Linked DNA regions of Astyanax mexicanus: region 2 is linked to region 1. Evidence: chromatin contacts called from public Hi-C data. All regions are on one chromosome and are shown on one strand. Each heading gives the region's core, a stretch centred on a gene start, on an enhancer-like site or on the middle of the called end of the contact. The rest is flanking DNA. Distances are from core to core; before and after follow the strand shown.

Evidence for each region. A called contact is a pair of places that touch in the nucleus more often than the background predicts.
Region 2: a contact with region 1 is called in a Hi-C map of muscle, with 12 times the contacts expected there. The contact joins two enhancer-like sites. A contact is called at or near these places in 3 of 3 Hi-C or Micro-C datasets (blood and muscle).

Annotation. Positions count from the first base shown.
Region 1 is chr16:17,747,452-17,750,680 of AstMex3_surface, reverse strand. It overlaps arrdc2 (arrestin domain containing 2), which reads right to left. Exons shown (of 8, transcript XM_007240179.4): 2 at 2,487-2,556; 3 at 2,218-2,365; 4 at 1,999-2,101; 5 at 1,631-1,887; 6 at 1,344-1,506; 7 at 1,073-1,224; 8 at 1-930. The coding sequence ends at 877. Among protein-coding and RNA genes, the nearest start is that of arrdc2, 7.1 kb to the right of the region's middle. Within about 2 kb of position 1,385, the one cell type or tissue checked has an H3K27ac peak away from gene starts, as active enhancers do.
Region 2 is chr16:17,793,808-17,797,390 of AstMex3_surface, reverse strand. No RefSeq gene overlaps it. Among protein-coding and RNA genes, the nearest start is that of si:ch211-1a19.2, 11 kb to the left of the region's middle. Within about 2 kb of position 2,145, the one cell type or tissue checked has an H3K27ac peak away from gene starts, as active enhancers do.

The DNA of each region.
Region 1 (3,229 bases), core at 136-2,635:
AAACTTCAGAAGTACGATGGTGGGTTTGTTTGTTTTTTTCTCTTCAAGAATAAAACCCACACAAACTTTGCTGCCTCCACGATTCTAATGCAATATCTGACAAATCTCATTGGCACACAGCTTAACTTTCATGCCCAGTATCACCCGTGCATATCGCAGCAGGTCTGAACCTGCACTACCTTTACACTAGATCTTATGTCACCTGCATACACAGCACAACATACGAGCTTAAAATCATAAGATTAACATTATTTCTTGATGGTAGGACTGTAATAGGGAAAGCAAGGGAAGGCACTTTGGAAGGAAGCATTTTGGCTACCACAGATCAGGGTCGACAGTTCATTATTGCGACATTATTGCGTCAACTATTAGGTGATGATATTAATACAGGATAAACCAAAATGTTCACTTGAAATAAATACAGGAACCTTCACGGTTAGGCACCATTTATAAGCGGCTTCTTCTTCTTGGTTTAATCTCCTTCCCCAGAACACAAACAGTCCACAGATTTCCACCAGTTGCAAACTTGGTAGGTTGACAGTCGATCGTTAGCGGGCACTGACCACAGCAGACTGAGGTCTGAGGACTCTGAAATGACCAGACAAATCCATCCAACTCGCACCTTTTCCCTCTCTTGCAGGGACTTGAAAGGATGTGAAAGAATATTATCCGGCCAGATAGTCCAATCAGTCAATCAAGCAACCGATTCCTCCTTCTCGGCCCCTCCACTCGATTGGCACTGCAGACCCTTGGGCGATGAGGCAAGTCCCAAGAGATGAGTACCAGTCTCAGCGATCCAGGGCATCCAGGAAGAAAGCAAATCTTTGCTTCGTTTCAATCAGCACATCACCACATGATGCTCAGATGCAATGGCGTTCAACAGGTCATGCAACGGGGTCTCATGTTGAAGGGCTGAGGATTGGGGTCCACCTGAGGATGGAAGGGGAATGAATGAGGTTTTTAGTAATTGAGACACTTCAGAAGTTGTAAAAGTTGTAGAAGTTGAGGAATTGTTTACGGCTTTGGAACGTCAACACGTTCCAAATAATCACCGTTTGATGTGCTTGCTTACCTCACTGTACACAGGAGGTGGCCTGAATCGGAATTCCTGCACATAGGCCATGAAAGGCCGCTCCAGCACCCCACTGAGGTCCTCCTCTTGTCGAGCTGCAGAATTCTGCACGGACTCTTCCTCAGTCACGACGGAGCTGTACTCAGGAGGAGCTGTTTAAAAAAAAATAAAAAAGAAGAAAGGTAAGAAACAAACGTGTCAAATGTGTGCTTGAAAGAATGCTAACATGAGGTATAGAAGAAAAACACAAGACTATGGTTAAGATACTCACGCTCAGGCTGCTCGGGGATGGCCATGCGGAGCCACTCCAGGTTCAGACTGTACTGGCTGCTGACGCTGGAGGTGCGGCTGCCGAAAGGATGGAGAGGGATGGTCCCCATGACCAGTGGAAGCTCCAGACACAGCTTGGAGGTACCAGGAACATCCACACAAACCTAATGGATTGAGAAATAAAAAGACATTACATTACACATATGAAGACGACAATTAAACTTCGTAGTTCAAACCAGTGAAACCTAAAGAGCAGTTGCAGACGGATGCAGAAACATCAGCACTCACCCTGAGCATGTATTCCACTTTGATGATGCGACACTGGAGGATGGACGGCCCAACAGGAGGGATTTTGATGGCTCGGCCGTGCCAGGTCTCTCTACGCCGCGCTCCCACTGCATCTCCACACAGTGTGGCAACGACAGAGCGCTTTTGCTTCATGGTACCCCTTGCGATAAACGTCTGCGTCTGAGTGATATAAGCCTTGGGCACCACTGATCGTGAAGTTGAGTTATCGAATTCTGCAAAGACTGGGATCACTTCACCTATAATAAAAAAAAAAGGAAGAATAATGCATTAGTGTGTTGGTTTTATTTATTTTTTTTCTTAATACATCTGATCTCTACAAATATATGCGTAAGGTATGTTGCCCTCACCTGGTGTGTAGCCTTTACGGTCGATTTTTGCAGTGATTGAAACCTGCCCGAAGTTACGGTACCAGGCGCGGGCCATCTTCTCTTTGGTTCCAGCCTGAGGTGCCTGCAAATTAAGAGTTAAAATTTAGCATGTTTGGAGCTTTGCTTGTCTTCAAAACCAGAAATCACAAAAAAAAACATCCTGCATAATCAAAAAGATCATTAGCAAGTCAAGCTTACAAGAAGGGATGGTGTGTTGATATCAATGGGCTCAATAACTGTAAACTCCTTCTTGATCTTCTTCACTGTGCACCAGGGTCGATGCAGCTTCACCTTGACCCAGTAGCGAATGCTGCCATGCTTGCCCTCAAAGGAGGTGACCAGTGTCCTGAAGGAGTAAACACACATTGGTTATTTTCCACATTTACACTGGCTTAAAAAAAATAAACTACACAAAAAAAAAAGCAGTCCCTTGGGGCGAGACTAATCAGAATAAAAAGCAAACTCACTCCTCGGGCAGCTGGAAACTGAAGGGGTATTCATGTCTTCCAGCAGGAAGGGTGGTCAGTTCCCCATTATCTGTGGGAAACAGATTAGCACACTACAGTTAAAACCTCCAATACATCCTGAAAACAGTGTTTGTGTGCTGAAGTAGGACAGTCCTCAAAAACAACAAGAAGAACTGGCATCAGCAGATGCTCTGCAACACAATAAATCACTAAAGGCCTGAACAAAACAACATACTATAATACTATGTAGATATAAGACTATAAACACTTTTATACTTTCATACTCAGTGCTGATTTCGACATTAACTTAAAATCAACAAATAGTGCACATCTGTAAGAGGTTAATTCAGCAGCAACTGAGGATAAACAAAGGATAGCAAATACTGCATACGATTTAGGCCATGGGTAGTAGGTTGCACAAAGCCAAGCTTTTTGACACAAATGCACTGATATTATTAGATTTGCAGAATTAAGTGACAAATTGTACTAACAATGGAGAAAAATATTACAAGGCAATATTATTGATCTACTACACGTATGTTTTGTGTCAGGCAAAAACAAAGTTAACAAAAAACATCTTCAAAATAGAGAAAATAAATATATTTAAATGGAAGTCAAGGTAAAATATTATATTATTTCAAAGTACTTTTGGAGCATGTACTGGTCTGTTTATCTTTTTTTTGTTCTGACACAATGCAATACTAAAGAAATTGAATGGCTACAGAACAACTTTTCAGAAACAT
Region 2 (3,583 bases), core at 896-3,395, 46 kb before region 1:
ATACCAGTGATATCTGTGCATTTCCCGCAGCGGGAGCTGAATAAACAAGAGCGAAACTGGGCTGGGGCCTGTTTTGGACTGGCTCTGATCACATAACCTCGCCCTACTTAAACTAATGAACTCTCTGCCACATAACAGCAGTAGTGGTGGATTTTGTAGATAAAGAACTATAATTTCTCAGTCCACAAGCAACACAAACGTCATTATAACATGGAAAAAATTATAATTTTTTCACTTTTTGAAATGCGTTAATTGAAACAGTATATAAATATTGATTATATAACTCGCCTTTTAATTTCCCAGTCAATACAGCCCATTTTTGCCACACGCTCGTTCAGTTTCGCGTCTCTCTGGTCCGTCCCTATGTTTATTTGCCCCTGCACATGCCCTGTGTTTGTCCTATGTCTCAGCCTCTGTTGCTTACCTGTTCGTTTGGATCCCTGCCCCCTTGTTACCTGGTCCCAGGTGTTTCTTATTTCCCATCCCCTTCTGTGTGTATAAATGGTTCTCCTTGTTCCTGTGTTCCTCGTCTGTGGTTGTACATCTTACGTCAGTCAGGTTATGTGCTACTCTACTTAGGTAGTGTTTAGATAGAGTTCACCTCATAATTTGAGAAAACATTACCTACACTTCAAAGAAATAAGATAAAATATACCTAACAGTTCTCTTTACATTTCACAACAGATTATGTGAATGACTACACACTGACCAGGATTGGAAAATAAAATGCCTAGAATGCAAAAAATGATGCCAGGAGCCTATAAAAAATTGTTTACTTTTTGAAATGTCTAAATTAATACAGTACATAAACTATATTATATAGATAGCATTTTATTTCCCAGTCAACACAGCCCAGAGAAGAACATATATCTCTAAAACAGTACATTTGAATTTACATTTAGTTTTTACTTTTCAATAAAATTCTATTGGTCCATTCATCAGGATATTTTACACAATGTGAATGAAAATTATGTTCAAAAGATTAATATTGTCAATACATGAAACACATGTTTTTGACCATGCACAGGGATCTTGTTCCCATGCCTTATTTTTTGTGTATTTTGTTTATGTTATTTTTACAGGTTATCAATTTAGAGGCTACATATAGACATTTACAATTATTGAGATTGAGACATCTGATTCCCAGACATTATCTGAAAGGTTATTCCAGTGTATTGGAGGAGAAGGAGGAGGGGGGTGGCTGTATGAGAAAAGAACTGGTGAGAATCCAGCACCCTGTGATCAGAGACATTGGTGCATCTGAGGGAACCACAAGCCTTAGGGTTAAAACAATGATTGTGTATAAATCCTGTGACTAATTACATGAAATATTCTGACTAATTAACCAGTTAAAGACCCATGTGAACCTCTCTGAACCTCAACTACATTTGCATTAAAATAGAAAAGAGTGGTCATGTGATTTTCCCTCAAGCTATCGCTTCAAAAAGTAAACACATTGAGAGCATTTAAGAGTTTGTTCTTGAACAAACTGGGGCATGGGTTAATGCATTGTACGGGACAAGGCGTAACAGCTTCTCCTGGTTGTTTATAGTGAAAAATAAACAGTACCAGGTTCATGCCACTATCAGCCAGCCTTAGCCAGAGCTAATTGCTCCAAAGCATAAGTGGACAGGGAGAGGATTTGAAGTGAAACAACATAACGTGAAGTGACGGCACGCCAGCAGAACTGGTTTGGGCACCTTGATTGGCCTTGTTGCTTATTTGTCTTCACAAGTCTTGACATGCCCTTCAGTGTAAATGAATGGGGCTTGTTTTTGAGAAAGATGTGACTTGTTTTGAAGGCTGAAAGATTCTAAACACGCTCATCATTACGAGAAATCATTCCTAACTCATGAGCCGAGGGGGGTTCCCATAGCTGGTCGGCTAAGGAAGCTAAGCTAAGGGGGTTCCCATACGACACTGCGCCACTGTAGTTGATGATCTGGCCTCTTGGGATGCGTTATCTTCTGATTTCCATCATGCCCAGCTCATGGTCCCAAAACGTAAGAACCCAAAAGGGCCCTTAAACCCTCATTGTGTGGAGAAACCCACAGGAAAGTAGGGCAAAGTGTTTATTTGAGAGTGGAAAATATGGTGGAAAATAGCGATCAGGAATCTGATTCCAGGCACGGAGTCAACGTCATCAAACTGTCAGCCCGCCTGTGATGGAGGGGCACGCGTGAGAGCAGAGCCAAGAAATCAGACTGTAAAGCGATGTGTGCGACTTCATTTGGAAGCCACCTAATTAGGTCGCTGTTTACATCTGACTGTGCCGTATGGGTTATATTAGGATCCAGTGCAGTTAAAGGGGGGTGAGGGGTGGTGGGGGGGTTGGGTGTTTTAGATTTGGTTGTGAGGCTGGAGGGGGGGGGGGGGGGGGTCTTTCCTTCACAGCTGAGAAATGAAGTGAAAAACAACTAGGGTTTAGCAAAGGGGGTTAAATTTAAGGTAGTGCTACAGTTAAGGCTCTCTCCCATCTGGAAGTGCTGCACTTTTGCTGCATTTCAACTAAAATCATCTAAAAGTTGTGTGTCATCTATTTTTATTCTAGATTTGTCTAAAATTCTATATAATTCAGTGATTAGGAAGAAGGAATAGACATTCAGAGCATTAAGTGGTGTGAAGTGTGAAGTAATTAACTGTAAAGAAACCTTTTATTAGCTAATTTTCTTTAAATCGGTTGTGATATAAACCAGGGTCTGTTTGGCATCGCTGACCTCTCTTAAACATTTTGTGAGGCATTCTGTAAAGAAGATTTTTGAAGTGATAGCTAGTAAGCACTGACTAAAATAAAGAGAAGAATTTTCATTAATGTCCAATAGTCAACATTCAGGGTCCTATCTTATATCTTGTACCCTGTGCAAGCGCATTGTAACGCTCATTGATATTTTTCACCCCGCCAACAGTCATGTATTATCCCGTCTTCCACCTGCGTCATTTAAATAGCAATGGAGCTAGTGAATATATCTACGGCATTGGGCATGGTGGTCTCAAAATAAGGTGTGTTCAGAAAAATTCTGGCGTACTGATTGAGGATCTTGGCAACAGGAAACACGGGTTCGCCACTGACTAAAAACTTGTGAAAACATCCAAGGCAGATGTCAACAGTCAGACGTTCATTGCTATCTTGGCAGTGAATTGACAAAAACGCTCACACGTCCAGGTACGGTAGCAAAGTCAAAGCACATCGGGCTCTTAAAGGGAATGGAAAGTGCACAATGATTTATTAAGAAAGTTAGTACATGTTTATTACATGCAAGGCATACTTTTCCTATTGTTACGATTGTTTCCTAAATATACACTGACACCCCCTAAAGCAGTCTGCACGATATATATGCGGTTGCGGTTGTGTGAAGATCGCTGAAATAGGGTCATTGGAAATCATTACGATTACGGCCGTAGCAGAACTGAATGTTCAACTTCTTGGGGTTGACGAAATGCTACAAAGTGTATGTATGTAAAAACGTTTGGAATGTTAGATAACACTGGCATGCCAAAAGACAGTTCAGAAACGGTTCCTACACCTGTGGATAAAATCTAGAATTGTAGATGATGTTGTTTGGATTGGTAGTTTTAGTTAGAG